6 separate regions of the Mus musculus genome follow, and regions 2, 3, 4, 5 and 6 are each linked to region 1. A link is a contact called in public Hi-C and promoter capture Hi-C data. All regions are on one chromosome and are shown on one strand. Each heading gives the region's core, a stretch centred on a gene start, on an enhancer-like site or on the middle of the called end of the contact. The rest is flanking DNA. Distances are from core to core; before and after follow the strand shown.

Region 1 (3,902 bases), core at 1,136-3,635:
AGTTTTTGCAGCCAAGCCGTGCTATCTGAATTCCTAATAGCCATGAACCCACATTGTAGAGGGAGAAACTGGTATCTGTAAACCGTCTTCGGACCTCTACCTCAACCCCACTAACACCCTGTGTGTGTGTGTGTGTGTGAGCACACATACATAAATGAAAAAATTATTTAAACCACTGTGGTCTTTAATTGTACTAGATACATTTGTAATAATGGCAATCACACTGGAAATTACACTGTTCTTATTTAAAATAATGATCAAGAACTCTGGCTTGCAGTTTACAATCCATTAGCTAAAAGCATCCTGTGGTTTACTGGAAAGTGGAGAAAAATACATTAATACTTACTGATCTTTTCCAATCTCTGAGTTTATCTTATGTGTCTCCAAAACTTTTTTCTGTTGCAAAAGTTATTAAATTCTTGAAGACTATCTTAATATCTAGAAGTTTTAATTGCAACAACTGAGTTTGATGTGTCATGTTTCTAAATCCTCACTTCACTCTTAGGAGAGGGACTAAGGCAGAAAGGCCACCACTGACTCCCTAAATTCAGAGCTGTTAAAATATAAACTAGTTTTAAGCAAAGCAATTTGTGTTGAGTAAAATAACCTTGTTTGTTTACACTGATAAAATGCAGAAAGAATATTTTGATTTTGTTTTTAAAGTGATTCCACACATTGTCTAGCATGTAGACGGGGTGTTGAAGACAACACACAGGTTAGTAATTATTCGCTTCGTTTACAACTCTGCCTCAGCAGCACAAATGAACCATGCAGTTCTAGTCTCCAGTCGCTCCAGACACTCCAGAGGAAACTTCATTTGAGCCTTTGCTTACATAACCTTATTGTATGGATTTGGGGGATGCTTGATGAGCAAGTTAAATCAAATTTCTGCCAAAGGAAACATGGGATGCTCTTTTTCTATCAGCCAAATTTCTCAGCCATTTTGCATAAGCCTTTGAAGGCTAACATCTTAAAATTTGTATTCTGTAGTAGCCTGTAAAAATCACCACCACGTTGAAAATTTCTTCCAAAGACTGAACTCCTACATCACCAAACACAAAACGTTGACCTTACCCGTATTCTTCCAGAAGCGAGTCCTCATGCTACAATCAAATACAGAAAATTCGGGAAAGTGATTCACGATCTTGTATAGATAAGTCTCACTGTCTCAGTAGTTACTCTTTGCATACCCGTTACTACTTACTATGATTTTCCTGTTTGACCTCTAAAAATCAGCGCAGTAAAAGTATATTTAACAGCGACCAGGAATTAGCTAGCTATCCACTCGACCAACAATCACAGGAGTGCTAAAAGTTAAAGAAAAAAAAAGTATTCTAATAGAACATATTTTGAAGTTACTGCTGAAGATCCCAGACCTTCTAAAACTTAACCCCACGCGCGTTAGGCCAGGTTATTTCCGCAGTCTGCTGTTAGGAGCTGGTTAGACCGCACAGGTGCGGCACCTGACGGCCTGGCTCCCTGGGGTCATCGCCACAGCAACGCGTCCTGGCCGCAAGGCAGGCCTGGGCCCAGCCTGTGAAGCATGGGGGAACCGGGCTCCTCGGGGACCCGGCGGGCGGCGCCGGTGAGGAAGGACCTCATCCCGCCAGTGCTCACTCAGCGAAACCGTAACTCAGCCTCCGCAGATACATCGCCAGCCCTGCAGCGGCATTCCGGTCCCTAACCGCTGGCCCACTGTCTGCCCGCAGGCCCTACGGCGGCACAAAGCGCGCGACCCAGAGGTCCCGCCAGTCAAAAGAACAAGCGCGCGCCACACCATATAAGGCCCGGAGCGGGCGGCCAGGCCCCGCCCCCAGGACCTGGCCCGGCCCCACTCCAGCCCCGCCCCCAGGCTTCGGCCCCACCTCCTCCCGCTCCCAGGATGGGCCTCTCTGCTCCCGCTTGCCTCCGCCCTCTCCCTTCCAATGACCTTCCCACAAAGGCCTCCGGGGCGCCTGTGTAGCCCGACAGTCACCCCAGAGTAGCCGTTACTGAAGGTCTCCGGTGGCGGAGCTGGCGAGCTCCGCCCTCCCGGGCGCGCCCTCCACCCACCCTCTCCACCGCCTCCCCGCGAGCTCGCGCTGACGCTTCCCGGGGGCGCGCTCGCCCCGCCCCCGGCCCCGCCCCTCGCTCTCGGGCGTGCCCGCGCGTGGGGGCCCCGCCGCATCCTCTCCTCCCCTCCTCGCACCGTAGCTTCTCGAGTGTGAGGCGTCCGGGACTCCTCACTCGCCCCCGCGCGCGCTGCTCGCCCGGGACCCAGCAAGGCGCAGCTCAAGCGTCCCGGGCGGGAGTGCGCGTGCGCGCGACCGCGGCTCCCGCGCTCCCTCCTCCCCCCCCCCCTCCCCGCGCCTCTATAACTTGGCGGGCAAGGAGGCGGCGCCCGCGGAGTCGGAGGGCGGGGAGCTCGGAGGAGGGCACCGGGAGTTGTGGAGACAGCCGATCGGGAAGTCGCCGCGCTCGGCCGGCGCAGCCCGTCCTCGGGTTCCTTCGCTGCCGCCCTCCGTCTGCGCCGCGGGCCTCGGCGCCGTGGGGCGGCCCGGCGGGGTGCGCTCGCCCGCCCCGGCCCCGGCCGCTGCCGCGCGCGGGCGGGATGTGGCGCCTGGTGCCCCTGAAGCTGGGCCGCCTGTCCCGTGCACTGAAGCTGGCGGCGCTCGGCAGCCTGTTGGTGCTGATGCTGCTGCACTCGCCGTCGCTGCTCGCCTCCTGGCAGCGCAACGAGCTCGCCGACCGGCGCTTCCTGCAGCTCAATAAGTGCCCGGCGTGCTTCGGCACGAGCTGGTGCCGCCGTTTCCTCAACGGCCAGGTGGGCTTCGAGACGTGGGGCCGCCTGCGCCTGCTGGACTTCCTCAACGTGAAGAACGTGTACTTCGCGCAGTACGGCGAGCCCCGCGAGGGCGGCCGCCGGCGCGTGGTGCTCAAGCGCCTGGGTTCGCAGCGCGAGCTGGCGCAGCTCGACCAGAGCATCTGCAAGCGGGCCACCGGCCGGCCGCGCTGCGACCTGCTCCAGGCCATGCCCCGCACCGAGTTCGCGCGTCTCAACGGCGACGTGCGGCTGCTCACGCCGGAGGCGGTGGAGGGTTGGTCGGACCTGGTGCACTGCCCCTCGCAGCGCCTGCTGGACCGCCTGGTGCGCCGCTACGCGGAGACCAAGGACTCGGGCAGTTTCCTGCTGCGTAACCTCAAGGACTCCGAGCGCATGCAGCTGCTGCTCACCCTGGCCTTCAACCCCGAGCCGCTGGTGCTACAGGTAGGCGCGGGCGCGGGGCTCTTCGACGCCAGAGGGAGTGCGTCCCCAACTCTCCCAAAATGCCTCTTCGCGAGTTTCCTTCCGCCCTCCCGCTCGTCCCAGTCTGGATGCCAGTGTCAGTGCGATAGCGAGCCCTTGTACCTCTTTCCGAGGACTTGGGCACCCTGGGCACACGTCCTTTGCTGTCCCGCCTGGCTAGCCTAACTTCCCCGAGTCTGTCTTTGTTTTATTTCTTAGATCATCTCCCTGTTAGTCAATCAGCTAGTTCTGGGACCAGGTGGGAAAGATGAGATCAGAGAGTGGGGTGGTGGTAAAGTGAAGGGAGCTAATTCGTGACTCGTGCTTTGCGTGGAATTAGAAGCTAGGAAATGGGGGAAAGAGTTAGATTTGGGCTGGGAAGGCTAAAGGCCAAGACGGACTTTTGCATCCTGATGCTGTGGCCTGCCCTAGTCATATGGTAATCCGGTTAAGGAAGGAATTAAAGTGTTTTTTTTTTTTTTTTTTAGGTTGGAGCTAGGATCTAAGGAAAAGGGTTTTGGCCTCTAGCCCAACTGACTTATTTGCTTTTTCTTGACTTCATTTCGAAAATAAACGTGCCTTTTAGGAGGATAGAATGGAATCGTTTTACTGGTGGCGGCAAGAAGAAAATAGATAA
Region 2 (4,048 bases), core at 1,428-3,927, 8.8 Mb before region 1:
AAATTGCCCTCTGACCTCGACATATACACCATGTCATTTGGGATCACATGCATATATACACAAACAAACAGAAAATGTAGACGGCACTTGAGGCCTGGACACCTAAGGTTGTCCACTGGCCTCCAAGGCGATCATGAACACACAGGTGCTTGTGTACCACACCTGCATTCACCTAGACCACCAGCAATGAGAAACAACAGCAAACCACGTTTGGCAGTGTAGGCCTAGAACCTCAACACTTTTGGAGACAGAGACAGGAGTGTTATCTATCACTCGGCCCTCCTGGGCTACACAGGAAGACCTTGTTTAAGGAAGAGAGAGAGCCAGCTGGAGAGAGGACTCGGTGATGAGAAGTACTTACCGCTCTGCCAGAGGCTTGTGTTCAGCTCCCCGCTCCCATATCAAGTGGCTCACAGTAAATCCAGGCTTAGGGGTTCAGATGTACAGTCACATCCATGTACTGATGCATGCACATAAAATAAAGATAAATACATCTTTTTGGAAAGGAGAAAAATGGGTGGGGTGTTCAACTGATAAAATAGTTGCAGGATACAGGAAACAGCTTTGTAGACAGTGGTGGGATTTAACCTCAGCAGAGGGAGGCAAAGGCAGGAAGATCTCTGAGTTCAAGGCCAGACAGGGCTACACAGGGTGACTCTATCCTAAAAACAAATGAAAGGAAACAGAAACAAAATGAGAGAGAAAGGAGAAAGAGAGAGAGAATTGGAAGTGGAGATTCAAGACCATCCTTGGCTCTGTGTTCAAGGTTAATTTAGGATACTTTAGACACTGTCTTAAAATGAGGGGGGTGGGGAGCAGGAAAGGGCAGAAAAAGAAGGAAAGAGGAAAGAAGACAAGGAAGGTAAAAAGAAAGTTTGCTAAGAGATGTTAAGCAAAGCTGGTGGCACTGGGCAGTGCTGAACTTGGACAATACCACAGGAAGATATGTGGTGTCACAAAAGGAAGTCACCTAGGAACCATCCTGGGCTGGGGGAAGAGAACAAATATGTCTGCTTATTAGCCAGGTGTGGTGGCGCACACCTTCAATTTCAGCACTTAGGAGGCCCAGGCAGGTGAATCTCTGAGTTTGAGGTCATCTCCGTCTTCAGAGCCAGTTCCAAGGCAGCCAGGACTACATAGTGAAACCTGTCTCAAAAAACAAAACAAAAGAAAGGTCTTCTTATTGTTGGCTACAGCCATAGAGCCTTCATTTATCCATCGATATGTTCAGAATGTAGGTCTTCAATAGCCACAACTAGGGAAGGACTTGTAAGGAAAGACAGGAGGGAACAGGTGTGGAAAGACATCCCTCCATTTACTAGCTGGGTCCTATCTTTCCCCCAAGGCTACAGACATAGGACTTAGCCATTTCCTCAGTGGTTGTCACAGCTTTCTCCTCTACCCTTTAGAGGAAGCAGAAGTTTAATGCATACCCAGACCACACGTCTCATAGAGAAACACACATTTGATTCTCCAAGGCCCCAAAGTCAAGTCAGGTGGAAACAAGGATATTTTTTATCCCCTTCTCTGTCCTAAGATCCAGCATAGGAGCCAAAGTTAAACTGTAGCAATCACTCAAACTCAAGTCAGAGCAGGAGCAATTCTAGGTGCAATTGTGTAACTAAAAACAAGGAAACTCCAACATCTGTATTGGGTCATTCATTCTTTAGCTGGTAGAGAGCCTCTCTAGCAAGAATGGAAACCCCTAGTATCGCTAACATAGGCACAAAAGTGCATGCCTGAATTCTCAGCACTTGGGATGGTGGAGGCTGGAAGGTCAGAAACACATTATCTTTTCTATGTATGGCGTTCAAAGCAGCCTGGGGTAGGTGAGACCCGGTCCCAAAACAAAGCAATCTCCCCCAAGCAAACAAAAAGCTTTCTGGGCTGCAGATGTTTCGGGGATCAAGTATTCACATAGTATGTGCCAATAGGGTGAAGACCCAGGAAAAGGAGGGGTTTTGTGTGTTTTCTTTTTGTGATTCTGTGGACAGACTCTGCGCTGACATGCGCCTGTCGCACGCTACCACCAAAATCACATTCCCAGCCATTCTCCATCTCACAAGAGCTAGCGTTAGAGGGTCAGATTTATTTAGCCTGACCCTGGTAGACACAGCTAGTCAAAATCAGTTCCCTTCCTTTCATGCACTGGCTTATTTAAGATCCTTCCGTAAATGGAACCACGAATACTAATCCAGCGCTCCTCATCAAAAGCATTCCATTCAGAAGAAAAGTAATAGGTGCCCGACCAGAGAGGGTGCGAGTACAGAAAAGCAGGGCAGGAGGACCAAGCTTGAACATAGCTGGCTTAACATGGTCTCTTTCCTTTTCCTGAAAGTTCAAACGCCTACCAGGCCACAGTCCTGGCGAGCAGACGCACGTGTACCCTGCGCATGCGCGCAACCAAGGCACACCCGCCCCCTCCGGCTGGTCTTCTTCAGCCAAGTCACCAACCCTCTAAATGCCCGCCCTCAAGGCAAATTCCCTGGCCAATCGGAGGCAGGAGTCACTAGGGACGTCACTCTCTTTGCCTACACCCGCTTTCTCCCCGCCCCCATACAGGGCACCGCCCCGTAGAAGGAACGGATTGTCACCTAAGCGCTCCGTCCGGGCATCTGATTGGCTCTCCCGGAAGACCCGCCCCCTTCTCATCCCGCCGCCCGCCCCCCTCGGCGCGCCCACAGCGGCGGGCGGAACCGAGCGCGCAGGCGCGGCGCTGCCTCTCTCTGCTGGTGGCCCGCCCTCCCTCCTCCCCTCCCTCCCCTCCCCGTCCCCTCTCCCCCTCCTCAGGCCCGCGCGTCTTCCTCCCGCACGCGCCGTCGTTAGCCGAGCGCTCGCCGGTGCGCGCCTTCCTTGTCCCTCAGGCAGCGGGGCGGGCGCGACCCTGCTCCACGCTCGCGGTTCCCAGCGAGGAACGTACCACCAGAGCACGGGGGGAGCCGGCCGCCCTGCCGCCCGCGCCTCGGCGACCCCGCGGGGCTGAGGCGACGCCGCACCCTGCAGCCTGAGCGCACAGCCGGCCTTGACCCAGAGCTCGGAGCCGCGAGCGCCGCGCCCTCCGCCGGCCCCACCCATCCGGACCGCGGCCATGGCCGAGACCGAGGAGCGGAGCCTGGACAACTTCTTCGCCAAGAGGGACAAGAAGAAGAAGAAGGAACGGAGCAGTCGCGCGGCCAACGCGGCGAGCGGCGCGGGCGGGAGCAGCGCGGCGGCGGGCTCCAGGCCGGGCGATGGCGGGAGCCTGGGCTCCGGTGCCAGGTCGGGCGACGGCGGGAGCTTGGGCTCCGGCTCCAGGTCGGGCGACGGCGGGAGCTCGGGCTCTGGTGCTAGGTCCGGAGACGGCGGGAGCTCGAGGTCCGGAGACGGCGGGAGCGCGGGCCCCGCCGGCAAGGCCATAACGAAGGTGAGGGTCGGGAGGCCGGCGGCCGGCCGCATGTGCCCGCCCCCGCCGGCCCGGGAGGCCACGTGACTCGGGCTTCGCACGTCGGCCCGGCGGGCGGGCGGGCTCGCGGTCCTCGGCCCCCGGGGCTCGTCTGGCCGCCCCCGTCCGCGGCCCTCTGCGCGCCGCGCCCTCTGGGCCACGGGGGTTGGGCCGGTCCCCGGGTGACGTGTGCCCGAGTCCTCGTGGTCCCGCTTGAGCCCCGCTGGGGCCGGATTTCATGTTCTTAAGGTGTTCCGAGGCTCCTCTGTGCCGCCCGGGCCAGCGTGGCTTACTCTCCCAACCACGGCCACGCAGGGCTGGGAATTGAGTTGTGGAATTTCTGTCGCCTTCTCTCCGCCGCTCAGCTCGCCCTGGGCTTGGGTTTAAGTAAAAGCGGCGGCAGAGAGGGCGTTTGGGAATTAGGCACGTCTCCGGATCTTGCAGGAACGGGCTAAACTTTACCGTCCGGCCACTAGCCCCAATTTTTGAGACAAGGTCTCACGGTGTAGCTCTGGTTGGCCTCCAGTTCACAAAGAGCCTCCGGCCTCTGTCTCTGGAGTACTGGGATTAAAGGTCTGTGTCACTGTCTGCAATTTTGTTTTTTTTTTGTTGTTGTTGTTGTTGTTG
Region 3 (3,964 bases), core at 23-2,522, 6.0 Mb before region 1:
GTATCCTTTCCCCAGTTTTATGTTCTACTTTTCTCAACTAAACTCAGGATTAAAAGGGGCTACAGGTAACTTGTATTTTACCTAGGGCAGGCCACCCATGTATTTATTAACATGCAATTAAGTTAAAAGCAGAAAACAACTTTTTAGGATTTACAGGTAGGGCTTGTAGTATAGCTAAAGGAAGGGGCTGAGATTCAGTGATTAAGAGCGCTGGTCTTCCAAGGGGCCTGAGTTTGATTCCCAGCACCCACAGGGTGGTTCAAAACCATCTGTAACTCCAGTTCCAGAAGATCCTATACCCTCATTTGACCTCCATGGGCAGCAAAATTATACACAAGTATAACACAAGTACACCAAACACTCGAACACACAAAGAATAAAAATGAATTTTTAAAAGATGAAAGGAAGCTGTATTAATTCCTCGATTGTTGAGGATGATGTGCTAGGCACGAGGTGGGCGTGGGTGAAACAGTTCTTTTAATAGACTTTGCAATCTAGGTATATGGGTGCAGCTACGCTGGAGGCAAAAACTCGTGTTTCCATAAAATTACCTAACCTAGAATGTTTCTTTTAGGTGCCACACCCACACTAAGCAACAAAGGTGATTGGGAAATAGTGAGGCAGGTTATGAGTCGCTGTAAGGCAAGTTAGGAAGGAGAGCCGATTTATTGATGCCTTCCTTGGCAGGTGGCTGGGACTGTGCCACTGCCATACTCACCCCTAGGGCAGAAGTAACTGTCCTTTTCACAGGACTGGAAGCCGGGAATGAAGGCTACCCACGCGCCAGGGCACTCGGAAGTTGCTCGCAAAGCTTATTTTGGTTGTGGTTTTCATTAACAAACATCTTACATTTTTCCCCCGAGGCTTCATTTTCTTTGTCGCTCCCTGTCCCTAAGATCTGCAGCTGGTCGGCCCTTTCAGATGCAGGCACCAGAGTAGTCTGGGTTGAACTCGGGACCGCTGTTCGACATTAATGAGCGATTTAAAATGAATGACAGGTTTTAGTAGCAGTGGGAGAGGCGGAAAGTAAGCAGCCACCGAGGAGGCTAGGGGAGAACAGGGCGGTGGGGCCCGGCGCTCCTCACCTTCTGTCCAAAGGCCGCGCAGTCTCAGCTCAGGGACCACTCAGGGCCCGCGCTTGATTGACAAGCCCGCTCGCCCAATCCCGGAGCGGCGCATTCCGCTGAAGCGTCAGGGGCGGGCGCAGGAGGCGATGGAGCCTATTAGATTGGGCGTGGAGCGGGTTTCCTGCCCGCAACGGTCCGCCCACCGGTTGCGCGCGCCCCGCCCCTCTCCGAGAGCTACGCGGCGGCGCAGCACAGGCCTCGTGCGGTAACGGCATCCGGGCAGCCGCGGTGGCGTCCCGGTGCGGTCCTCAGGTGACTGGAGCCGAGGGCTCGGCGGAGGGAAGGTGAGACGGCCTCGCTCGCGTGCGGACACACGCACAGTCCTTTCGGTCTCCCGGTCGGTCCGCTCTGCCTGCTAGTCTCTAGTCGCTTCCTCTTTCCCCGGCGAAGTTGGCCCGGGGGCGCCGTCTGCTGGCGGCGGAGCGGAGCGGAGGGGGCGGGGAGGCCGCTCGGCGGAGCTCGGGTGTCCGCGGTGCAGCCCGGTGACCCCGCGGCCTCTGGCCTGAGCTGCGAGCGCCGGTCGGGGAGGCGGGCAGGCAAGTGTGCGGCGCGCTGCCTCGGCGGTTCTCCGCAGAAAGCCCTGTCGGCGGTCTGTGTCGGTGTCCGAGGCCGGGACGGTAGGCTGGCAGGAAGGGCGCTCTCACCTCCAGCCGCCAGCCTGAGGAAGCCGAGAGGGGGGACATCCTCGGGGCGCGCCCTCCCCTCCCCCTCCCGTTCCGGAGCAGGAGAGATGTGGGTGTCCGGGGGCTGTTGAGGTGGGGTTGGTCCAGGAAAAGCAGTCCTCTGGGTTGGTTTCGTACTGTTGTCGTACGGGTTTCCGTGCTAGGTCGGTTCAGTGTTAACAGCTGGGTTGGAAGGAAGCTGGTTTTTTGTTCAGGGTTGAGGACCGTAACATGACCGGTTAACGTCGAGCCGAGCTGAAGTCACCCGAAGAAAAATACTGCCCTTAGTTAGGAAAGAATTCACAGGAGTTAGGAAAGAACGAGATGAAGAAAACTTCCTGACCCCATCTTGGGTGGGGAGCAGTGAGAATCCAGGGTTCGGCCAAAAAAACGGGTCAAGTTTTGCAAGAAGCGTTCCATTTTCAAAAGCTTTGGTAGCTTGATGATGATCAATCAGCCTTAACGGTTTCTTAAGCACCTGGAAATCAATTGTGTGCTTTCAGCCTTTAGCGACGTCACAACATGAACAGAGAAATAGTCCAAGGAGAAAGTTTTGATTGATCATTTTCAGTCTTGTTTTTAAATAGATATTCTCTTCACATCGTGATAGTTAAGTCAAAGCGTATGCGTTGGTTGATTAGTACTTTTTTTTCATCGTGGCCACATGTGGTGCTTTCTCTGGGAAAACTTCTGTAGGAATTGGCTAGAGTAACTAAAGCGTACATTGTGTTGATGTCTCCGCTGTATGTATGAGCATTATGTTTGAAAAGATTTGCCTCCCCAGCAAGCATTTTAAATTGTTTAGGTTTCCAAGCCCAACAGATCCGTGTATTAATAAGTCGACACGTTAATGTATTGCCTTATTAAACATTGAGTGATAGTTTATGCTGCTGATTTTCTAATTTGAGAACTTCGTTCTAGAGTTCAAGGCTTGTTGTGATTATTATTGTAAATAAATTCCTTCTCAGGAGAACTTGAAAAAAAATGAATTAACTCTGGCAATGTGGAAGAATGGATGCTTTCAATGCCAGAAAATCAAATGATTATTTCACTGTTAAGTAAAATTGGAGGAAACGTGAACTGAGCATTTAACAAATCCAACAGTTTGACGACAATTTGACAGGCCTGCCTGATTCTCACTTTAACCTATCAAGGAAATAGAACTTCAAAGTCTTCCCTTCACAACTGATGCCCCACGCCTCCAAGCTGTCTTTCATTAGCGATACATTAGTAGCATGCTTTCAGGAACCCAGACATAAACCTTAACATTGTACTGTTTTTTTGTAGTTGTTTTCTTTAAAAAAAAAATCTTACCTTTGTATTCTTATATATTGTTTTTCAGTTTCTGAACTACTCAGTAACTCTAACTGGATTTTCTGCCTGGAGGATCTCAAATGTGTTCTGCCTGTGCTGATCTTAAAATAATACTTTGAACATATTTTTCACTGTTTAGACACTAGTAATATCTTTCCTCTAGATTCCAGTCTTTTAAGGGTTTATTTTTATTTTATGTGTTTTGTAGTGTTTTGTACGACATGTGCTGTGGACTCTGGGGACAGAACAGAGATCCTCTGCAAGAGCTCTTAACCACTGAGCCATCTGTCCTAATACAGAAACATTCTCTGCAAACTACTAACTTTGCAAAGGAAAAGTTCGCTAAGCTTTCCTTCTTCCTTAATTTCCTTCCTCCCTTCCCCGCCCTCTCTTCTCTTTCCCTCTCCTGTCTCTTTTGCCTTCCCTCAGTTTTGGGGTGAGACCAATGGCTTCTCATAAACCTTTGAGGTGTATCATCAGTCTAAAGTTCTATTTTTTAAAAAAGTGATTGGTTATTATATTTTCTACACCCAGAGTCAGGACAGCTTGTGAGGGGTCAGTTCTCTGTCCCCCACAGAGGTCCCATGAAGTGAACTCAGGTTTTTAGGCTTGGCTGTAGGTACCTTTAACTACAGAGGCATCTTGACACCCATCCAGAGTTACATTGTTTTACATATTGTTAAACATTTTTAAAAAGTGTGTGCTTGTATGTATGTTGAGGGCATGATATGTGCACAAGAGGCAGGTGCCTGAAAAGGGAGGCCAGGAGAAAGTGTCAGATACTTACAGGGGGTCACAAGCCTCCTGTTGTAGGGAATCAGCCTTGGATCTTTTGCAAGAACCATACTTGAATTTAACTGG
Region 4 (4,437 bases), core at 13-2,512, 6.5 Mb before region 1:
AAATCTAGTCTGTAAAAAGATCTCACCAACTAAAAAGTACCATCAGCTTCATTAGGTCAGTGCTAACCTTCAAACCATCTGTTGTAGAACCTGGGGCACTGAGGTCTCTGGCTGGAGGTGCATCAAGATTATACCATCCACCCTCTGCAAAACACGAGTGCAGTGCATATTTCTTAACAATGTTTGACCACATTTAATGACAATGGTATTCAATCAGTTCCCGCAGCAGAGGTTTTAAAAAGAAGGCAGCATGCCGCTGGCATTTCAACCCCATTTAAGACATCACCGCTATACGTGTGAAGCCGTCGAAGAATTTTTTAAAATGTATTTTAAAAAAATAAAACACCAGAAAGATGTGTCAAAGCGAAATAAAACCATTTTGAACGTTAAAGCCTCCGTACAAAGGTGGCTGAAAAAGGCTCTCGGCCTTTCTGAAACGCCGGGCAAAAGTCCCTGGGCGACTTTCAAAACTAACGACCGTGTACTACTGCACAGTACCACCCCTTAAGACGAACTACCGGCCGGCCAACCGTTCACGTTACTACTGCCAAAGGAACTTTAGAAAACAAGCAGGGAAAGGGGAACAATAAAGAAGCGTCTCACCGCAAACACAGCACGAGAGGGACTGTCGGAAGTAAGGCAAGAGCCTGTTAATCTCTGTAAACGCCTTGGGGTCTCCGGGGTCGTAGTTGAGCACTAGGCGGCTCGCGGAAATGTAGAGAGCAGTAGCATTCACCGGGTTCATTGCAGACACTTCGACACCAATGGCTCCCGGTTGAAAAGAAATTCCGGATCCAAGTTTGTAAGCAGCCAGGGAACAATGGCGAATTTAAAACAATTCGGAAGAAATCTGAGCAGAACCCCTGGCCAAAGCAGCAACCAAAATCCGTGCAAGTTTGTGAAGCTGAAGCAATCCTCCCACACATGGGGGCCTCGGCGCCCCTCCTCTGTCCCTGAGACTTGCAGACCAAAGAGAGACAAGCGAAATCAGCGATCGAGTTCGTCCGACACGGCCGCGGCTGGGTGCTCCGGACGGGCTCCGGGTTCGCTCTAGCCCCGCGGCTCGGCGGGCGGCCTGCGCTCGAGCAGCATGTCCGGCCGCGGAGGCACCTCCGGGTGGAGCTGGCGCGCACGGGAGCGGGCCCGGTGGGGTCCAAGCGGTCCACACGTTTCTCTTCCGACGGCGGGGCCCTTACTCCATCGCAGCGACGTCGCGGAGGCAGCGGGACGGTGGGGACTACGGCGCAGGCGTCGGATTCCCGGGTCTAGTGCCAGCAGCCGCGGCGGCGGAGGTTGCTGTTGCTGCTGTGGCTGCTACTGCTGCTGCTGCTACTGCGGCGGGAGCGCGCCGCTGCCGTTCTCGCCATGCCGGACGCGGGGCCCACGCTGCGCCTGGCGCGGCAGGCGGGCGGGAGGGAGGCCCCCGCCCGAAAGGGAGGCCCGGGAGGAAGTGCGCGCGGGGCCCGGCGGCGGGAGGGGGCGGGGAGCAGGCCCGGCAGGCAGGCAGGCAGGCAGGCAGGCAGGCGGCGACGGCGGCGCCCCTCCGCTTCTCAGCCGCACACTTGGGGTCACCAGCGCAAGCGCCGCCCCCTCACAGCCCGGCCATCTTTTCGGCACGGCACGGACGACTCCTCCAAGCGCGACTGCCACGGTGCTGCGCCGCCGCCGCCGCCGCCGCCGCCGCCGCCTGCCTGCCCAGCCGCGGTTTAAGCGAGCTCACCCCGCCAGGCCGCCGCCGCCGCCACCCAGCGCGCACGACCAGGCCCGCTGCAGGCCCCTCCCTCGCGCCTGGCCGCCCTCACGCTTCTTCTCGCGCCGCTCTAGCTCCGTTGGGCCGGGGCTACTCCGGCCGCAGTAGATGGTGCGGCGCCTCAGGCCCGGCCGGTAACGACGACCGTTACCCCAACGGGCAAAGACACTGTCATCCCCGAGCCTCCCCCGCCGCCGTCGTCGCTAGCCCTTGTACGCATGCGCACAGCGCGCTCTCACCCCCCCTCCCCACCCCCACCCCCCGCCCTTCCTCTCCCTCCGCTTCCCTTTTCCCCTGCTTCTCCTCTAAAAGCCCCCTCCACACCCTCCCCGCGCTGCCGGCTTCACTGCGCATGCACAAACCCCCCCAACACACCCACCCCGACCCTACCGCCTTTCGCCCTTACGCGTGCGCTTTGACCGCCCACCCAGAAAACCGGATAAACACATTAGCCCGCTCACGCCAGCCCCGCCCTGCCCCGCCGCCAGCACACCCCGAGCTCACTGCGCATGTCTGGCTCGCCACTTACGGTTCCGTGCACGGAGCATGCTCGGTTTCGAGCCGGACGCGCTCTCCGCCCCTCCCCCACGTGCTCTCCAATCCGGTCTCCCAGGCGTGTGGGTTGTGGTGAATTGGGGTAGCGGGCACGGTCTCCCCTCGCGTGGGCTGCCCGCGTCGCGCCGTGGGGCGGAGGTGGGGGGAGGGTGTTCGGGGACCGGAGTTGACCCCAGTGGGAGGATGGCAGCCCAGCCCCGGCCTCGCCGGCCTCCTCCCGGAACCTAGCGCGTGGCGGGCCGTGGACTAGGCGCTGGCCCACAAGTTTGAAAGCCACTCCTCTAGGTCCCCAGCGAGCCTGCCCTTGTGCGTGGACACAGCCCGCGATGTATGCTCTGGTTCTGTAGAGTCCGAAAGTGTCTGAGTCCTTCGTTGTTCTGCATTAAAACACACACACGCACACACAAAGCTTTTGCCTTTTTTGCAGAAGGCTGAGGACACTTGGATATAAATAAAGCCTAACAGCGTGATTCTCCCCTCTCAAAATACAAACCCGTTTTTGGGTAGCACAAATAGAAACTGCTCTTCCGACATGATATTTTTTGCACATACTAACGCTGTACACGTTCACAAAGTGAAGCTTATGAGGTGTGCAAACCTTTTACATATGTGTGCTTATGGTATACCAAAATGCTAATTTTAGGGACTGGCCCATAAGTTATCAAGGAAACACAAACAATCTTACGACTTGAAGACAGATTCTGTTTTTTTGTTTTTCTTTTAGTAAAGCCTAACATACAGTACCAGTAAGAATCCAACTTCTTAATTTTATATATCAGCAGAGTAAGCTGTGGAGGATGTATTTAGTAGTCACACGTGGGAAACGATATGTATTCTAAAATTAGCTCATTTTAAAGGCTCCATCTGCCATTTTCTCTTTATGATAGCTATTTTCTAAGGTCACTTCCAAACAAAACCGTTATACAGATCTATTTTTATTCCAGGTTCCTCTTAGGTCTTCTTCCACTGCACGCAGGTTGCTCTCCTCCAAAGGAGAAACTTGAAGGATAAAAGCCCAGGACTGCTTACATCCAGGCAGGCAGCATAGATGAGTCGTCACCCTGGGAAACAGACTACTTGCAGGCATTTTTTTCCCCCTGTAACTAGATTTTTAAAATCTTTGGGAGTTGCACACCCCAATTTAAGATTAATTCTATTGATGGTCTGTGTGAGTCAGAGTTAAATCCATTCTTTTTTCAGCTTCTGAATTGGTTGCAACTGGTAATAGATTATGGCACTAACGAGCACATCAACTTGAACTGTACCCCTTTCTTTTATTAGCCTGCTTGAGCCTCGCTTGAACAGGAATCAAATGGATTGTTTATAGAAAATGAATTGCTTAACCTAAATATTTAGGGGGAAAATCACATAAAGGTCAAGCCCATTAAGAGTGCCCACCTAGCCGGGCGTGGTGGCACACACCTTTAATCCCAGCACTTGGGAGGCCGAAGCAGGCAGATTTCTGAGTTTGAGGCCAGCCTGGTCTACAGAGTGAGTTCCAGGACAGGCTATACAGAGAAACCCTGTCTCGGAAAAAAAAAAAAAAAGAGTGCCCACCTAAGATCTTTTTATATATTAGCCATTTTAGGGGGAAATCCGGTTAATGTCTTGCAAGTGATTACTTGACAGCCAATGTATACAGCCTGGGTGTAAAACTGCCAGTTATCTGAATAAATGCTCTATTTTACAATAAGTAGTTTGTGATTTACAACATTATTTCAGAGAAGGTTGTATATTCTACACTATAATTAGCATCATATATCTATCTATGTGGTATATTTCTCACATTTAATGAATCACTATGATAGCAATAACTAAAACCCATATTTTTGCCTGAGTTACTTTCACACAGCTGTGACCACAGTTCCAAAAAGAAACAAGATTTATTTCACTCATGGTTTCAGAGGGTTTCAGTTCATCTTAGTGGGGGAGACGGGGTCCCCACATGCAGGCTGTTCATACCACATAAGCCAGGAAACAGGGCTTCAGGAACAAGGGACGGAGTCTAACATCCAAAAATTTACATTGAATGCCCTGCTTCTACCAGCTAGGTCTCAGTTCCTTAATGACCCCCAAAATGGGCAGACCATCTGGGAAACAAGTATTCAAAACATGAGCCCAGAAAGGTGTTT
Region 5 (4,003 bases), core at 770-3,269, 5.0 Mb before region 1:
ACACACAGACCGGGATGGGCACAGAGAGAGGCAGTCAGAAAGACAGAAAGTTAATTGCCAAAGGGAAATCCTCAACTAATAAAATGGTGGACACATGTTCCAGCCTCAAGATGGATAATCCAGCATGATGTTCTATTTATTTCTCAGAGGCCCTTGAAGAATATAGAATGATCTCAATAGCAAACTCTTATATAGATTTTGTTCCACCCCCCTCCTTTTAGATTCACCAATTATGTTCCCTGGAAGTACTTCCCAAATAACCTGCCTATACTTCTATCTTGTCCCAGGCTGAAACAAAGCAAAAAGTGGTTATTCAACAAACATTTAATACATGCCTATGGTAGGCATTAAGATAAAAAAAAAACCAAGATGATAAAATTTTTGTAGTCTCCCTGAAATGACTAGTATAAAGTTACTTTTCCCAAACCTCTATAATCAACACACACACATACACAAACACACATATATAAAGCAATATATTGTTAGAGATATTATGTTACAGGAACATACTGATGCCTGAAATTAAGGAATCATGATGCAGGCTGGGGAGATGTTTCAAAATGTAAAACCTCTTGCCACTAAATCTGATGATTTGACTCTGATCCTTGGACCTCTAAGATGAAACGAGAGAACCTGCTTCCTAAGCTGTCCTCTGGCCAGGACATGTGTGAATCCACATACACACACACACACACACACACACACAATAAATAAATAAATGAAAAATCATTTTAAAGAAAATATATGGAGTTGGGAGAGTCACCTAGTTCTTCCTCGAGGGAGGGGTTTCCTAGAAGATGTATTGCCCGAGTTTCTGGGTGAGGTATAGCTCACACATATAGAGACTATTGTACAATTGTCAATGCTTTTGTGTGCTATATACAATTACAATTTGCCTGGTTGTAGCAGGCATACTAGGACGTGATTTTAGGTGTTACATGGGTGGACAGATGAACATTTAAATGTATTTATGAATGGTAATATGTACTAGAATAAAAAAGAATACAACACATTTGATTTCACAGACTTGATTTAGGACAAGGCTAACAATCTTAAATGGGCTCAATCTGGCTTTAAATAAAATTACTGAATGAGTAATAATTCCTGTGTAAAGAGTGGGAAAGACTGTAGTTACAGAGCTTAGGATATACCGCTACAGCACCAGGGTTCTCTTAAACTTCCAGGCTTTCAGAAGTGCAACACTTTGTAAGAGACTTATAAGCAAGGGTGATAAGTGATACAATAAATGTAGACATTAAAGTACAGGAGGAAATGAGAAACAATGGGAGAGATATGCTTTTACTTAAAGAGCACTGGGAGGTGAGTGGAGTTGAGGTAACAACCTGAATTAGGGATGGCTTTACTTTCAGAATATTTTAGTAGGAAACATTCACATAGTTTAATTCTCCATCCCCCATTTGACCTAAAGGCTGGAAATAATTCTAACACACAGACAACGTAAGGCTTTCCACATTCCAGGCATTTTTGTTGTTGTTGTTGTTGTTTATTGGGCCATTTATTCTCATTAGTCCTTATTTTACAGTCGGGAGAAGTGAAATAAATATAAAGAGGCTAAGAACCTTTCCAAAATATTGGCACTAACGAAAAGCAGCTAGGATTAAATCCAGGCGTCCTGGCTGTGGAGAACCCGTTCTTACCAATATACCAGAGTAAGTGGGTCGGGCACGCAACGCTAAATAAAGCAGGTCATAGTTAACTGTTGAAGCGTGAGGCGATTTTCATTGCAGGCAGAAGACCTAGTTTTGAGACCAGTTTCTCCAGCTTTAAGAGGGAGAGAATACTGAAACTAGGGAATGGTGTAGAGTGAGATAATGAATGTGAAAGTGAACTTCAGACTCCGTAGATAGTAACTCCACCTACTAGCGGTTAGGAAAGAAAACCTGTAAACTGAAATTTAAGAGTGCGGACAGCTCGTCGAGCCAGGGTGAGGCTCCGCCCCCCACCCGCGGAAGGTGGGGCAGGCAGGCTTCTGCGCATGCGGAGGCCGCTGCCCGCGCCCACCTCTGACCCCAGCCGAGAGTAGCTGCTGTTTCTGAGAGGACGATTCGTAAGCCGGGGTCCGGCGCGGTTTCCCAATCCCTCGCCCTTCTGCCCAGCCCCTTCGGTGCTCGAGCGACGCCTGGGGCGCGGTCTGTTCTGGGCAGCTTGCCTGGGCTTTCTACAGAGGCTCCGGCTGCAGGTCACATAGGTGGCTGTCGAAAGTGCCGGCCGCGCGCCGGCGCCGGCAGCAGCCGGGTGGGAAGGCTCAAGATGGCGTGCCTGTTGGAGACCCCAATCCGCATGAGCGTCCTCTCGGTGAGTGACCCGCCCGGCGCGGGGCAACCCCGGTCCTGCCCACAGCATTACCCCGGCGCCCTGAGCCTCCCGAGCACCACCCACTGCGGTGGCCTCAGCTGGGATGCACGCGACCCGGGCCGAGTCGGAGGCGTCTCCTACTCGAGAGCTCCCACCGGTGCGGGTTCCCAGGACGGCGGCCGTTCGGCCGGCGGGGAGGTCGGGCTCCAGGCAGCCGGCCCATGGGCGCGGCTTGGGTTTGGCCGAGCCTTCTCCCGTCTTCCTCCCTGCGCTGTTGCTTCTCGGGACGGAGCTCGCTGCCTGCGAGGGTTCAGGACAGGCCTGGAACCTAGAGTCCACTTCGCTCTCCAGGGCTGTGGCTAGAAGAGGTGCGAACTCTTAAGCTGCCACAGCACAGAGCTGCCAGACCAGGGCTGTGCGTCTTCTGTCAAGTCCCTACCACCAGGGCACCTGCCAACACCGCTTGCTTCTTGGCAATGGAGGTTTTCACATCAGCTGCAACTCGCGCTATTGTGTATGGTTATTTAAACCGCTTTGCTGTGCTCTGCTGTTGAGGTCCGGGCTCCGAGACTAGAGAAACTATGTTTCTAATGTCCGGTGTTTGATTTTTCTTTAGGGAGAGCAAAACATTTTAGGAGGGACCAAAAAGTCGGAATGAAAAAGAATAGGTTCCCCCAGTATTTGAAAGAAGGGAACGTATTGATATACCTAGAAGAAATATCAGGGTTTTTTTTTTCTTAAATTAAAAAGAAACAACAAAAAGCAAAGAAGGCGACTTTCGCCTTCCGCTATAATGTCCTTTAAACAAACAAACAAAAACAAAAAACAGGACCAGGAATGAAATGAACAAGAATGAGTGTTGTTGGGAGATAACTCTGGGAGGTTTGACCACAGATTTTAGCAGTTGGACTCCAAATAGAGCCTACCAATGATTCAGTTGTTGTTGGAAGTAAAGAAATAGGCGGGCAAAGAATCATCTTTTAGACCTGTGGAGACTTACCGAGATGGCAGTTGGATTATAGATGGCTTGTCAGATTCCCTATAGTCTTGCAACTCCAACCGGTTTCTTTCCTCTTCCCTGACTCTCACACAAACACACTTTTGTGTTCAAAGGCACTAGGTACATCACTCCAGTCAGGGCTGGTTAGAGCCATGCTGGCTACCCAAAAAGACAGAAGTCACTCTACAGTGCAAAATGCAATTTTGGAAGACGGTCAACAAATCTAGCCCCAGATCCGTCTTACTAAACTGTTTACTTAAACTGCAACTGGAGAAGTACTTTCTGTCCAATTACTGATCACATTAGCTCATTATTTCACTTTATATTGTCCATGAATGTTTAGTGGGAGAATAAACCGATGACTTCTCTCTTTGCATTAAAAGGAGAAAAGAATGTATCGTAACTGCTCAGTTTCTTTCTGATTGTGCCATTTAGGTTGCACTTATCCTATAGTTCACCTGAAAAGACGTGTGCGAGTGCACATACACACACATAGGTGATCAATCCCAGACCTTTGAGCACGCTTGAAAAATGCTGTTCCAAAATATTGCTCTGGCCTCACGTGTGGTTTCTTTGCCTTTTGTATATTGTCAGCTTGTATAGTGGATATAGTTGAAAACTTCATTTGTCTCACACTCCCAATAAATGATTATGTTCTGTTTATTTCACTCGAAAACTTGTTGAAGA
Region 6 (4,137 bases), core at 434-2,933, 6.1 Mb after region 1:
ATCTTTTAAAATATGCAAGGGGAAAAAAAGGGTCTAAAACATGAAAGGAATTTAGGTCAGAGTTGGAGAGGAGAGGTTTCAATTCGAGAATTCTTGACATTGCCTAGGGAGGGGCACTTTTCTATTCAGGGCTCATTAAATAAGAACTGTAAGTATCAAACTTTCTCCACCTTGTTTAACCTACGGTCTTTCTATTACCACTTTGGTTGTTTTTTCAATGCTATCATTATCCAGACTTTTGTGGTACTAACTATAATATCTTGCTGAATTAATTAAATACCATAGCAAGGATATGTTTGGTAGTATGGGATGTAGGCGGTGGATAGGCAAAGCCTTATTAAGCAGGTTTTGGATAGCAGTACTTCAGAAATATTTCCTACTTGATCCACCTGTCAACAGAAAAAAAGCTCAATTTTATGTGTCTAGGCACTTTGAAGAGTGTTTATCTAAGTTTCCTTGGACTACTTACTGGCTTATCATAGCATAAAGCTCATTTGGAAGAACAAGTAGCTTTCTAATTGTAGTTTTTTGTTTTTTTTTTCAAAGAGGATAATGCCATTTTTCATTACAGTCGCTCTGGATAAAATTAGTATCCATATCGCCTGAGATACAAACGCCTTTGTCTTGTCTTTCTTGTCCATAGTAAATGGTTACAAAGGAAATGTCACTTCACATAACATTTAATTGCCAAGATGCTTGAAAAGAAACACATTTCCCTCACAGTAGTCCTAATCACGCAGCTTTGTGCTGCTTCAAGTTGTTCAAAGTGTGCCAGGAGGAGCACTTAACTGCTTAAAAGGCCAGGGACAGAAACGGAATATTGCACAATCCAACACCACCGGGTCGGTTAAGCTTCCAAATCTGGCCTCCCTGTCATCCCCGAGCCGGAGGCACAGGGATTTCCTCGCAAACCCGCGGCGCCCCTCCCTCCGCCCAGGGTATTCGTGGAAGCGGAGGACGGCGCGCGCCGGGCCGCGGGATACCCCATTGTCTAGCAGCGGAAGCCGGGGCTCCCCGGGGTGACTCCCGAACTCCAGCCCCGCCACCGGGTGGCCCCGAGCTCCGCCGTTCCCCGTGCAGCTCCCCTCCCCCGCAGCCCCATTGTCTGCCTCGCCTCGCCCCGCCCCGGGGGACACGTGCGCCTGCAGCTTCTCCAGCGCCCAGGGCGCGGGGCGGCCGCGGCGGCGACAGCCCCAGCCCCGGCAGAGCGGGCAGCCAACGTCGGGCACCCTCGGAGCCCAGGCCGGCGGTGGGGCGGTGGGGGGCGGGGAGGGCGGGGTGGGGATATGCTTGTCTCCTGACAAAGAACGAGTGGGACACGCCGAGCCGGCGGCCCCGCCCGCGGAGCGAGAGGGAGTGTCCGCACAGAGGGCGGGTCTCTCATTCACTCGGCCCCTCGCTGTCGCCGCGGCGGAAGGGCGGGGTCTCTCCCCCCCCCCCGACCGGGAGTTAGGGGCGGGGCGAGAGGCGGGGCTCGCGGGCGCGCGTCCCGCGGCGTCGTCTGCGTCGTCACGTCAGCGCGGGAGAGAGAAAGAGCGACTCGGCAGGGACTGGGGACGGGGCCGAGAGAGAGCTAGCGAGGGAGGGCGTGAAGCCAGAGAGAGCCAGAGAGGAAGAAGGGCGGCCACTCGTGTGTGAGCGGCCGCGGACGGGAGTGGGGAAGCTGGGGGAGGAGGTGCAGGGAAGGAAGGACGAAGGCTGAGAGGACAGGGCGGCTAGCGGCCGGCGGAGGTGGCGAGGGGAGAAGGAGGAGCTGTCGGAGGGCAGGGGCTGAGCTGAGGGAGTGAGGGAGAGAAGCGGACGCGCCAGGGAGGGGAGGGAAGGGGGGTCACGCGGGGGCGCGCGCGCACCGGGAGCGCGCTCGGAGGCGAGTGGAACTGGATCGGGTTTGCTGCCAGCGGCGTGAGCTTCGGCCGCCATTTTACAACAGCTCCACTCGCGCCGGACACAGGGAGCAGCGAGCACGCGTTCCCCGCCAGCCGACCCGGTCGGACAGGATTCCTCGGCCCCAGCCCCGCGGGGAGGTAACGACCGCGGGCCCCCGGGTCCGGGAGGGGAGCTCCGTGACATTGTGGAGGGTGCTTGGGGGAGGGCGGCGCGGGGAGAAACCGGCTTTTCTGGAAAATGGATTCCAAGGGGGAGAGAAGAGCACGTTGGCCGGGGCTGCCGGAGAGTAGGCCGCGGCCGCGCCGCCACTTCCTCCTCTCCCCATGTGCAGCCGCGGCTGGGCTTTGTCTGCGGCGCTCCGGGAGGAGGCGCCTCGACAGCCCGATGGCCCGCGCGGAGCGCGAGCGGCGGACTTGGTGCTGTCGTGGCCGGCGGCGCGGGAGTGGGCGGAGAGGCGCGGGGTGCTGTCCCGCGACCGGCCGGCGGGCTTGGGCGGTGCTCGGCTCCCGCGGGCGTGTGCTTGGCGGCGGAACGCCCTCCCCGCGCGGGCTGTCGGCCTCGGCGCCGCAGCCACTGCACCGAGGGGTGCGGGAGGCTGGGGGTCGCGGGCGCCCGGGAGCGCCCGGGGCGGAGAGCCATGTGTCACGGCGGAGACGGCAGCGCTGGGGGGCGGGGAAAGCCCGTGGCCTGGCGCCGCGGCGGCCTCAGTGTTGAGGGGCGAGATGGTGCGGTTGCACGGTTCAGGGGGCTCGCACCGCGACTGCGGGTTGATGTTGGGAGGCGGTGATGACCGTCTTGGCCCGGTACTCGGTGGGTTTCCGTTGAAGGAAGTTGTAGGACATTTGAAGGCGCAGAGCACGTGTTTCTAATGGGTTCCTGGCGGCCGCAGTGGCGAGGCTGCCGCTCCGGGTGCGGAGTCGGGGGCGGGCTTTGGGGTGTGGGGGTGAAGGGTGGAGGAATTGGGTGGTGGGAAGGTGGCTTGTGTGAGCGCTTTGTTCTTCGCTGGCTGTTGTTACTGATCTATAAGCGGCAGGCGGGAAAAGCGCACTTTCTGGTTTACCTTGGAGAGAGACAAGCCCAGCGTTGCTTGCTTCACACACCTTATTCTCCGTTTTGGAACTGCTGCATGTGGCAGGCTGGGCCGGTCGCTGTGCTGATTGGGCTTCATTTGTAATAAGGTTTTTCTCAGTGAGTGTTAGCAGGTGAAGTCAGGGGTGGTGCTCAGGAAGAATCTAGTGAATCGGTCCTTCTGTACCCGAGCTCCAAAATCTGGCTTGTCAGGCGATAGTGATTTTAAGGTTTCTTTCAAGGGAGGTTCAGGCTGGCTGGTTGTAGTTAAGTGGTAGAGAAAGTAAAGATTGGGACTGTCATTGTCCTCTATTCTGTTTGAAGATCCTAGTTTAATTTTGCTTATTGCGTTTGAACAGATCTCTGGAAACATGGCTACAGAACATGTTAATGGAAATGGTACTGAAGAGCCCATGGATACTACTTCAGCAGTTATCCATTCAGAAAATTTTCAGACATTGCTTGATGCTGGTTTACCACAGAAAGTTGCTGAAAAACTAGATGAAATTTACGTTGCAGGTAAGAACTAACACTTGCAAAATAACATTATGAAATTTTTCTATTGGATTTCTGGCTTTGAGCTAAAATAGCAACTTTTTGTGGTTTCCAATAAACGTGGGAACTGGAGCTTTGCCTTGTTCTGATAGTTGGTTAATTTAGGTTTGAGCTTAGAGGTTAAAGTGTAGAGGGAGGGCTGAAATGGGGGAATAGACCTCCCTAGGGGAAGGCTGTCTGGCCTGATGGATAGTATATGATAGTAGCAACAGCTGCTAAATGTTGAGAGGAGCCCATGTGACTTTTTGAGGTATTTTTATAGCAGGATTCTTGTTTAATAACTTGGTAACTGTAGGCTAGTTCTTGTCTTTCTTGGTGTGGTGGTTCCTTTTTCTAGTGGTTCTTGACTTTGAGGAGAGGTTCAGTTGTTACACTTGGTGTTGTGTTGGTTGACTTTAGGATTTGTAGGCCTATATATTTACTGTAGAAATATTGCAGTGTTCAGGACTACTTGGACACAAAAACAGGATATAATACGTTGACTCCTTTCTGTGTGGTTAAGAGGACTTTAGTATGTTTTTCATTATGTAGATAAGGGGAGGGCAAGGAGGGTAGAATCATTGTCATATGTGTACCTGTATTACCCAATGCAGGACTCTGATGAAATAATTTAGAAAATTTAAAAGG

Evidence for each region. Promoter capture Hi-C pulls out the DNA fragments that hold promoters and counts their contacts. Hi-C and Micro-C count contacts between places; a contact is called where the count stands out from the background.
Region 2: a contact with region 1 is called in a promoter capture Hi-C map of erythroid cells, with 6 times the contacts expected there. The contact joins the promoter of Cdv3 here to the promoter of Dipk2a in region 1. A contact is called at or near these places in 1 of 39 promoter capture datasets (erythroid cells) and 1 of 484 Hi-C or Micro-C datasets (CD4 T cells).
Region 3: a promoter capture Hi-C map of erythroid cells shows a contact between it and region 1, with 19 times the contacts expected there. The contact joins the promoter of Nck1 here to the promoter of Dipk2a in region 1. A contact is called at or near these places in 2 of 39 promoter capture datasets (erythroid cells and pre-B cells).
Region 4: a contact with region 1 is called in a promoter capture Hi-C map of erythroid cells, with 12 times the contacts expected there. The contact joins the promoter of Msl2 here to the promoter of Dipk2a in region 1.
Region 5: a promoter capture Hi-C map of erythroid cells shows a contact between it and region 1, with 17 times the contacts expected there. The contact joins the promoter of Armc8 here to the promoter of Dipk2a in region 1. A contact is called at or near these places in 1 of 39 promoter capture datasets (erythroid cells) and 1 of 484 Hi-C or Micro-C datasets (CD4 T cells).
Region 6: a contact with region 1 is called in a Hi-C map of uterus, with 12 times the contacts expected there. The contact joins the promoter of Syncrip here to the promoter of Dipk2a in region 1.

What each region holds. Positions count from the first base shown.
Region 1 is chr9:94,536,564-94,540,465 of GRCm38.p6, reverse strand. It overlaps Dipk2a (divergent protein kinase domain 2A), which reads left to right and starts at 2,385. Exons shown (of 3, transcript NM_001033145.2): 1 at 2,385-3,247. The coding sequence starts at 2,591.
Region 2 is chr9:103,364,409-103,368,456 of GRCm38.p6, reverse strand. Cdv3 (carnitine deficiency-associated gene expressed in ventricle 3) reads left to right here and starts at 2,677. Exons shown (of 5, transcript NM_175565.3): 1 at 2,677-3,403. The coding sequence starts at 3,089.
Region 3 is chr9:100,543,442-100,547,405 of GRCm38.p6, reverse strand. It overlaps Nck1 (non-catalytic region of tyrosine kinase adaptor protein 1), which reads left to right and starts at 1,272. Exons shown (of 4, transcript NM_010878.3): 1 at 1,272-1,411. Gm46139 (synapsin-1-like) reads right to left here. Exons shown (of 2, transcript XM_017313741.1): 2 at 1-1,949. The coding sequence ends at 1,302.
Region 4 is chr9:101,071,587-101,076,023 of GRCm38.p6, reverse strand. Msl2 (MSL complex subunit 2) reads right to left here and starts at 1,262. Exons shown (of 2, transcript NM_001100451.2): 1 at 604-1,262. The coding sequence starts at 745. It also overlaps the pseudogene Gm46140.
Region 5 is chr9:99,566,915-99,570,917 of GRCm38.p6, reverse strand. It overlaps Armc8 (armadillo repeat containing 8), which reads left to right and starts at 2,019. Exons shown (of 22, transcript NM_028768.3): 1 at 2,019-2,316. The coding sequence starts at 2,272.
Region 6 is chr9:88,479,943-88,484,079 of GRCm38.p6, reverse strand. It overlaps Syncrip (synaptotagmin binding, cytoplasmic RNA interacting protein), which reads left to right and starts at 1,683. Exons shown (of 11, transcript NM_019666.2): 1 at 1,683-2,024; 2 at 3,315-3,474. The coding sequence starts at 3,327.